Regions from separate parts of the Acanthopagrus latus genome. Here region 1 is linked to region 2. Evidence: chromatin contacts called from public Hi-C data. All regions are on one chromosome and are shown on one strand. Each heading gives the region's core, a stretch centred on a gene start, on an enhancer-like site or on the middle of the called end of the contact. The rest is flanking DNA. Distances are from core to core; before and after follow the strand shown. Region 1 holds the start of LOC119007137 (ribonuclease-like 3). Region 2 holds the start of LOC119007073 (integrin alpha-6-like).

What was found. A called contact is a pair of places that touch in the nucleus more often than the background predicts.
Region 1: a Hi-C map of liver shows a contact between it and region 2, with 2.4 times the contacts expected there. The contact joins the promoter of LOC119007137 here to the promoter of LOC119007073 in region 2. A contact is called at or near these places in 2 of 4 Hi-C or Micro-C datasets (liver and muscle).

What each region holds. Positions count from the first base shown.
Region 1 is chr18:28,101,483-28,105,011 of fAcaLat1.1, reverse strand. It overlaps LOC119007137 (ribonuclease-like 3), which reads left to right and starts at 1,812. Exons shown (of 2, transcript XM_037076550.1): 1 at 1,812-1,835. It overlaps LOC119007142 (a long non-coding RNA gene), which reads right to left and starts at 1,308. Exons shown (of 3, transcript XR_005071034.1): 1 at 1,116-1,308; 2 at 238-373; 3 at 152-173.
Region 2 is chr18:27,946,745-27,949,870 of fAcaLat1.1, reverse strand. It overlaps LOC119007073 (integrin alpha-6-like), which reads left to right and starts at 1,598. Exons shown (of 25, transcript XM_037076426.1): 1 at 1,598-1,887; 2 at 1,974-2,095. The coding sequence starts at 1,727.

The DNA.
Region 1 (3,529 bases), core at 563-3,062, 150 kb before region 2:
CCTCTTCCTCTTCCTCTTCCTCCTTGCTCCTCCACCTCCTCCTCCTTCCTCCTCCACCTCCTCCTCCTCCTCTTCCTCTTCCTCCTCCTCCTTGCTCCTCCACCTCCTCCTCTTTCCTCCTCCTCCTCCTCCTCCTCTTCCTCTTCCTCCACCTCCTCTTCCTCCACCTCCACCTCCTCCTCCTCCTCCTCCTCCACCTCCTTCACCTCCACCTCCTCCTTGCTCCTCCACCTCCACCTCCTCCTCTCCTCCTCCTCCGGCCTCTCTCCACCCCAGCCGTCTCCTCTGTTAGCTCCATTGACTCATCCACTCTTTTCCCGACCTTAAAGTTTTAGTTCTTCATTGTGAACAGTCATCTTCACTTTCCCAGGTCCTGGTTAGATAAAATAAAAAAACATGGATATGTGAGTGATGATAATTGATACTTATGTTGAATGTTAAAATTAAACTACCATTGAAACTATATTCACTTCTTTGTCTGAGTCTTAATTTGTGCGACAACATCACCTTCACTTCGTCCCAGCAGATCTGATCGAGGATCAGTTTGCTTTCGTCCCATAATTTTGGTAATATGTTAATTTTTATTAGTGTCAAGGACCGATGGGAGCAATATTCTTTACTGGATGTGGACATGAAGCATTTTTAATCATTTCAACGGTACAAATTGTACGTGGAAGTGTTGAACTGTAGCAGCTGAGCACAGTGCAGGTTATTTACACCTGTACAGGTCGTATCTCCCCACAGGTATTTTGGGCTGAGGGAGTATTTTCAGCAGCACAGATTCTCTGTGTTCCCTGAAATATCAGAGGAACACTGCAGGAATACCACAACAGACTTTGGGCTTTAAGAGATACAGACTGGCTTTTACGCCCCCAAAAAACTGGATGAATATCATGATTGTTCTGTGGACTAAACTTCATACAGCATACTTTACAGTTAATGCACAGAATTTGGCATTTTGTGCGATGGTGCTCCCCCCCACACAGTTTTTGTACAAATTTCTGTCTGTAACAATTTGCCTGATGTAACTGTAGCGGTCCTGTTGTGTAGCCATCCTTCTTATTTTGGCTGACTTTCAAAACCTCCCTGGATCGCTTGCAGTGGATTCAGATCACCTTTGTGCAGGTGGTGACGAGCGGCTCCTAATTAACGGAGCGATAGCAGCTTGGGGCATCCCTCTCACGGCCAACCAGGGTCTGACAAACACCCTCCTGTGAGGGCTTAAAAGAGGTCAGTCTGATTGTCATTCTCATTCTGTCCTTGACGCGCTGCAGACCTCAGCCAAGCCGACTGACAGCCGGACACTCAGGTCTGTTTCGGCCCTGTGGAGATTTCTTCTTCTTCTTCTTCTTCTTCTTCTTCTTCTTCTTCTTCTTCTTCTCTCTAGTTGAGGAGAGTTGTGAGCATTCTGCAACCTGGCTGAGTGTCCGTCAACAGTCACCATTCAGTTTGGTCACCTGCATCAGGGCCATGCTTGACTTTCCTGCCTTTCAACAGCCGCAACAACTGAATGTGACTTTGAATCTTTTCCCTGTACAGTAAAGAACAGTTTAGATGTTGTTTTAACACTTATGCAGGCTGTAAGCTGCATGAAACATTATTTCCACGCAGCATGTAAGTTACCTGAAGCAAGATTAGATGTTGAACAGCAGTTTTAAAATAAGACCAGGCACATGGATATTATTATTCAATATTTCCAGTTTAAAGCAGAAGAAAATGGCGGCCTGATGTTTTCTGCATCTTACAACAAGTTTCCTTCTACTTCTGTTCCAGAGAGCTGCAACGCTGTTTTGCTGTGAAGCTCCAGAAATGTTTGGTGGACTTTCAGCAAGGAGGTGAGTAGATAATGACTGAATTTTCATTTTTGGGGAAACTTATAAATGAAATACATCAACAATTTTATAATGAATGTATAAATAAGTATTCTGATGTTTGTACTTTCACTTAAGTACGATTTTGAATGCAGGACGACAACGACTTAAAACCAAATTAAAAAACATTTTATTACAGTTCTAGGTAGAAACTGAACCCTCAAACGTGTCTCTGTGAGCCAGTTAACCTCTCATCCTTGTGGATTCACACACCGACATGTACATGGACATTCAGACGCCTGCTTCTGTGATATAATGCTGCTGATGAGCAGCAGACACCAGCTGACTGAGTAGAAAAATCAAAACCTCTAAATCAACAGAAACACCTGCTTCCCACCAGCAGATGGCAGCAGTGTGCAGAGAAGAAGTCTTGAATATCAGTAATTTGATTTATTGTTGGATACATATCCTTCTTTCTAATGAATCAAATAATTCAAAAGGCCATATTATGCACACTGAAGCTAAAATGAATAAAACAATTGTAAAATATGATTAAAGATACTTAAACTAGGCACTGATAGTGATATACCACACTTGGTGCCAGTTAGTAGATATTGCTAAAGGTTGTACATAAAGGTGCAGGATTGTCTTTGTGTATAAAATAAACAGAAATTATATTTGACATTTAATATTCTGTGTATAAGAGACATTAATGTTCAACACACATCATCCTCATAATGTTTATCAACCAGCCTCATGAGCACAAAGAGTCCATGAGTCACATAAGTAAGTGATGTTCAGGGAAAAAAAACCCTTTGACACAAATATAATCACATCCTGGCACAACACTGAAGTGGAAATGTTTGAAAATGTCAGGGGGACGTGATCAGTCTGACCAACAGCTGCACTGCAGTGGAAGCTGAGTGTGACTGTATGAGGAGTGTTTTTAGATTTCAAGGTGAAGACAAGATAATTACGATTTTGGTTTATTAGTTAAATTAACAGTGTAATCATCAGATTTGGTATTCAGACATGATGAGATGTTCTGATATAAATTCTGTCCTCAGTTGTCTTGTGCAAAAACAAAAACACGCTCGATTGGATGAAGAACTGGATAATTGATGAAGTGCATATATATGTGCACTTCATCAATTATTCAGCGCATACAGGCACAAATCTGTTCCATAACATCCAGCGGGTAATTAACAGTGAACACAAAACATGCACACTTTGTATTTTACTGATTCACTCGGCAACAAGCTGAGTCACTGTCTAGTCTGGTTACCATGGCAACCAGTATGCCACAGCAGTGTGTGTGTGTGTGTGTGTGTGTGTTGGTGTGTTTTGCTGAATCACAGGAAAGGGAAGCAAAAACAACTTCATACAGAATCTTATAACAGTAATAAAACATCAAACAATAATAAATCTGCATCTCTCTGATTTTTAAACTGGGATCTGGTTCAGCAGTGAATTCTTTACAAACTGTTTTAAATTTAAACTTAAAGTTGGACTTTTTGTTCTGTTTTTATCTATCCTTCTGTACTCTGGTTCGTTTTTGAGAAGAGTAAAAATGACCGTCCTGAGCAGAGGCTGAAATAACAACATCCTCTACAGTGGTGAAATTTAACTGAACTGAACTACAACTTTGAGATGCTGAGTATTTCTACTTAATACTATCATATACTGTTACATTTCTGAGGGAAATATTGTTCTCAGCT
Region 2 (3,126 bases), core at 349-2,848:
AAACAATGTGCTTTTAGTTTCTTGAACCCTCCAGTCAGAGGTGTCATTTACACCTGGGGCCACTTTTTTGAAATGGTCCATTTTAGCTCCAATCCGTTTTGATTTGTTCACAAATGTTAACTAACAAATTTCTCCTTCATTAGCACCTGCAGATGAAACTATTTAACCCAGGAACAAACTACGTGTCATGGTTTTGGTTTCTGGTCATATTTCCTGTTTTATTTTGTAAGGTCTCTTGTGTCATGTCATGTTACTTCCTGCTCTTTCTCTTGTTTTCCCTCCCTTGTGATTGTCCTGATTGGGTTCACCTGCCCCTGATTAGCCTCCTGTGTTTTTTCCAACACTCTGTTTGTTTTCCGGCTGCTCACCTGTGTCAAATTACTTATCACTCCCTGTAAGTTTAAGTCCTTGTCCTCGGCTCTTTGTCATCTCTACCATTATGTCGTCCACACTTCAGTCCTGTGCTCCTCATGTTCCTGCCTGTTTTCCCAGTGCTTCTTTGGATTGTACCTTATTTAGTTTTTAGTCCTTAGTCCTGCTTCTTGTGTCTGTGTTTTTTATTTCTTGCCACTTTGGACTCAATTACATCTACTTTATTAAAGCTCACCTTTTGTTCCTGACCTGCCTGCCATCATGTCCATATTTGGGTGTTCACCTTTTTGCCAAAACTTGAAAATGTGAGTGAAAAAAACTGAATTTAATGAGCTAAACTAGCCCATATTTGCAAAAGAGACAATGTTGGAGTGTATGGTCTGATGTCTGTGGTGAGTTACAGTAGCTTTACAGCGCTGTTTGTTAAGGATGCTTCTAACGTCTCCTCCCTCTGTCCTCATTGTTGAGTTTGGTTTCTTGTAAATTAGAAGATTGGTGGTGTTTAGAGTTTTTATTTTGGGAAATGTGTGAATGAACTGTGTGAAAATTAGGCCTTTATGCACCACAGCATTTTCAGGGCAGTGATAGTGGAGCTGCATATGATGTGAGTATTTTTTATTTTGTATTTTTATCTGCATGTGTCATGTTTCACATTCCTCTTCCTGCCTTTGTATGTTTCCACATTCTTTTTGTCTTTGTATACATGTGTCTCATTAATTAATCACCCCCCTGTGTTTGCCCCTCACTCTTCTTTGGTTCATGTGTCCATCATGCCCATCGTGTGTTTTTTTTTTTTTTTATGTGTTTCTGCATCCATCGTCCCAACTCGTACTTTGAGTTGTGAATTACTCATGTTTGTTGCTAGCCCTTTTTTTTTGCCTTTTTGCATTTAGCATTTCTGGGATGGAGGCTCAGGTGTGAATGAGTAGCAGGATGTTTCTGAAATCTCACAGACAAAATTAGTAAATAACAAGAACAAGTTCTGAGAATATCCTGCTGTTTGCATGCTGATCTTTGGTTAAGTGGTTTGCAGTGACAGTCACAACATGGTGTTATCTTCAGACGACTTCAGCGCAGATGCTGTGACTCACGACTGACTCAGATCAAAGCGGAAATTTAGTTAATATTAACTTTGAGTTATCTGGTCATAAAGTCAGACATTGCAGCTTTGTTTGTGTGCAGATAAACATCTCGACCACACCCTGACTGTCTGTGTTTACAATGAACCAGTTAACACTTTCTGAGTCTAAACCGTTTTATAAGAGGGTTTCCACCTCCTCTGTGCTCTCAGAGAGCACGAGCACTGCGTGGCACAGAGCAGATTACACATTTATTAATCTAAAGAAGCGTAGCGATGCGTTGGTACGTGGTGCATCTGTGCAGCGTCTGGCTCCTCCAGATCGCAGCTTTCAATCTGGACACCACGAACGTGTTGCAGAGAAACGGAGATCCAGGAAGCCTGTTTGGATTTTCTGTTGCCTTCCACCAGCAGCTGAATCCTGCCAGAAGGAACCTGTGAGTGACACGTTCAACACTTGTTAAGTGTTGAGTCAATTTTTAAAAAAAACTCTGTGTAACCACTTGAGGTATTTTCCCCTCAGATTGCTGGTTGGAGCTCCACGAGCGAAACATCGGAACCAGGTGAACGTTACAGGTGTAGTTTATCAGTGTGATCTGACATCAACATCCGAGCGCTGTCAGCCCATTGAGTTTGACGATAAAGGTGTGTTTACCTGTTTTATCTGACATTTTATGGGTGATCTTGATACGTTTAATGGGATGCACATGTACTTGAATGTAAGTCTATTAATTTTAAGCTACTTGATGATTTTATTCATTACACCTGAGTGGGAAATATTGTACCTCACTATGTTTATTTGAAAGCTGGAGTTACTGGTAACCCTTCAGATTGTGATCTTGTATTTAAAAAAAATAAAATAAAATGTTCCAGTGAAATTAAATGGATAGTTCACCCCAGAAATCAAATAGTTTTCCTCTTATCTGTAGTATTTCCTCAAGATAACCCACCATCTATTTTCTTTTTGCCAAATTACACCCATTAACCACGTCACCGTGCTGAAGGCAGCGTGCATCTGCTCACGGACGAGAGACTCATAAACTACATCACTGCCATTACAGCTCAGCAGAGGAGGACGCCATTAAGGGCCGTCCACACCAAGAATGATAACTCTAACGCTAACTATGAATATGTGGTTTTAAAATCGTTCTAACTTAACTGGATGACAGACTCCACGCCACAGCTGTAACGATAATGACAGCAGCAAATGATGAATGGATGAATAGAAATCTGAATTTTCAGGGCCACATCACATTTTCCTGCAATATAATGATGCAGAAGTGTGTAGTTTTGATTTTGTTATGAAGTGTCCCTTTTAAAACTAGGGATTCCCAAACCTCTATGGTTCGTGAAAAAAAATGCAGTTTCTACTCACTTGCTGTGTCTTAATTCAGGGTTTGCATACTTCGAAGGAGCATTTGAAGGTCAATTACATCCCAGTCTGAAGGCTCCTCCAGATGCAGCCCACAAACGCTGCTTCTTCTCGCTGTTTTTGGAGGATGCACCGCTGTCATCCTTCGTTGCCTCACATATCCCAAGATTCTTTGCACACCCGTAAAAGAAGGAATAACAAACATGGCAACATTGGCGTAGATCATCACTTTTGCGGGTCTGGGCGGCAGAAATCATTACATAAGGGTAAAACATCTGGTGATGCAACCAGGAAATGCTCCAAA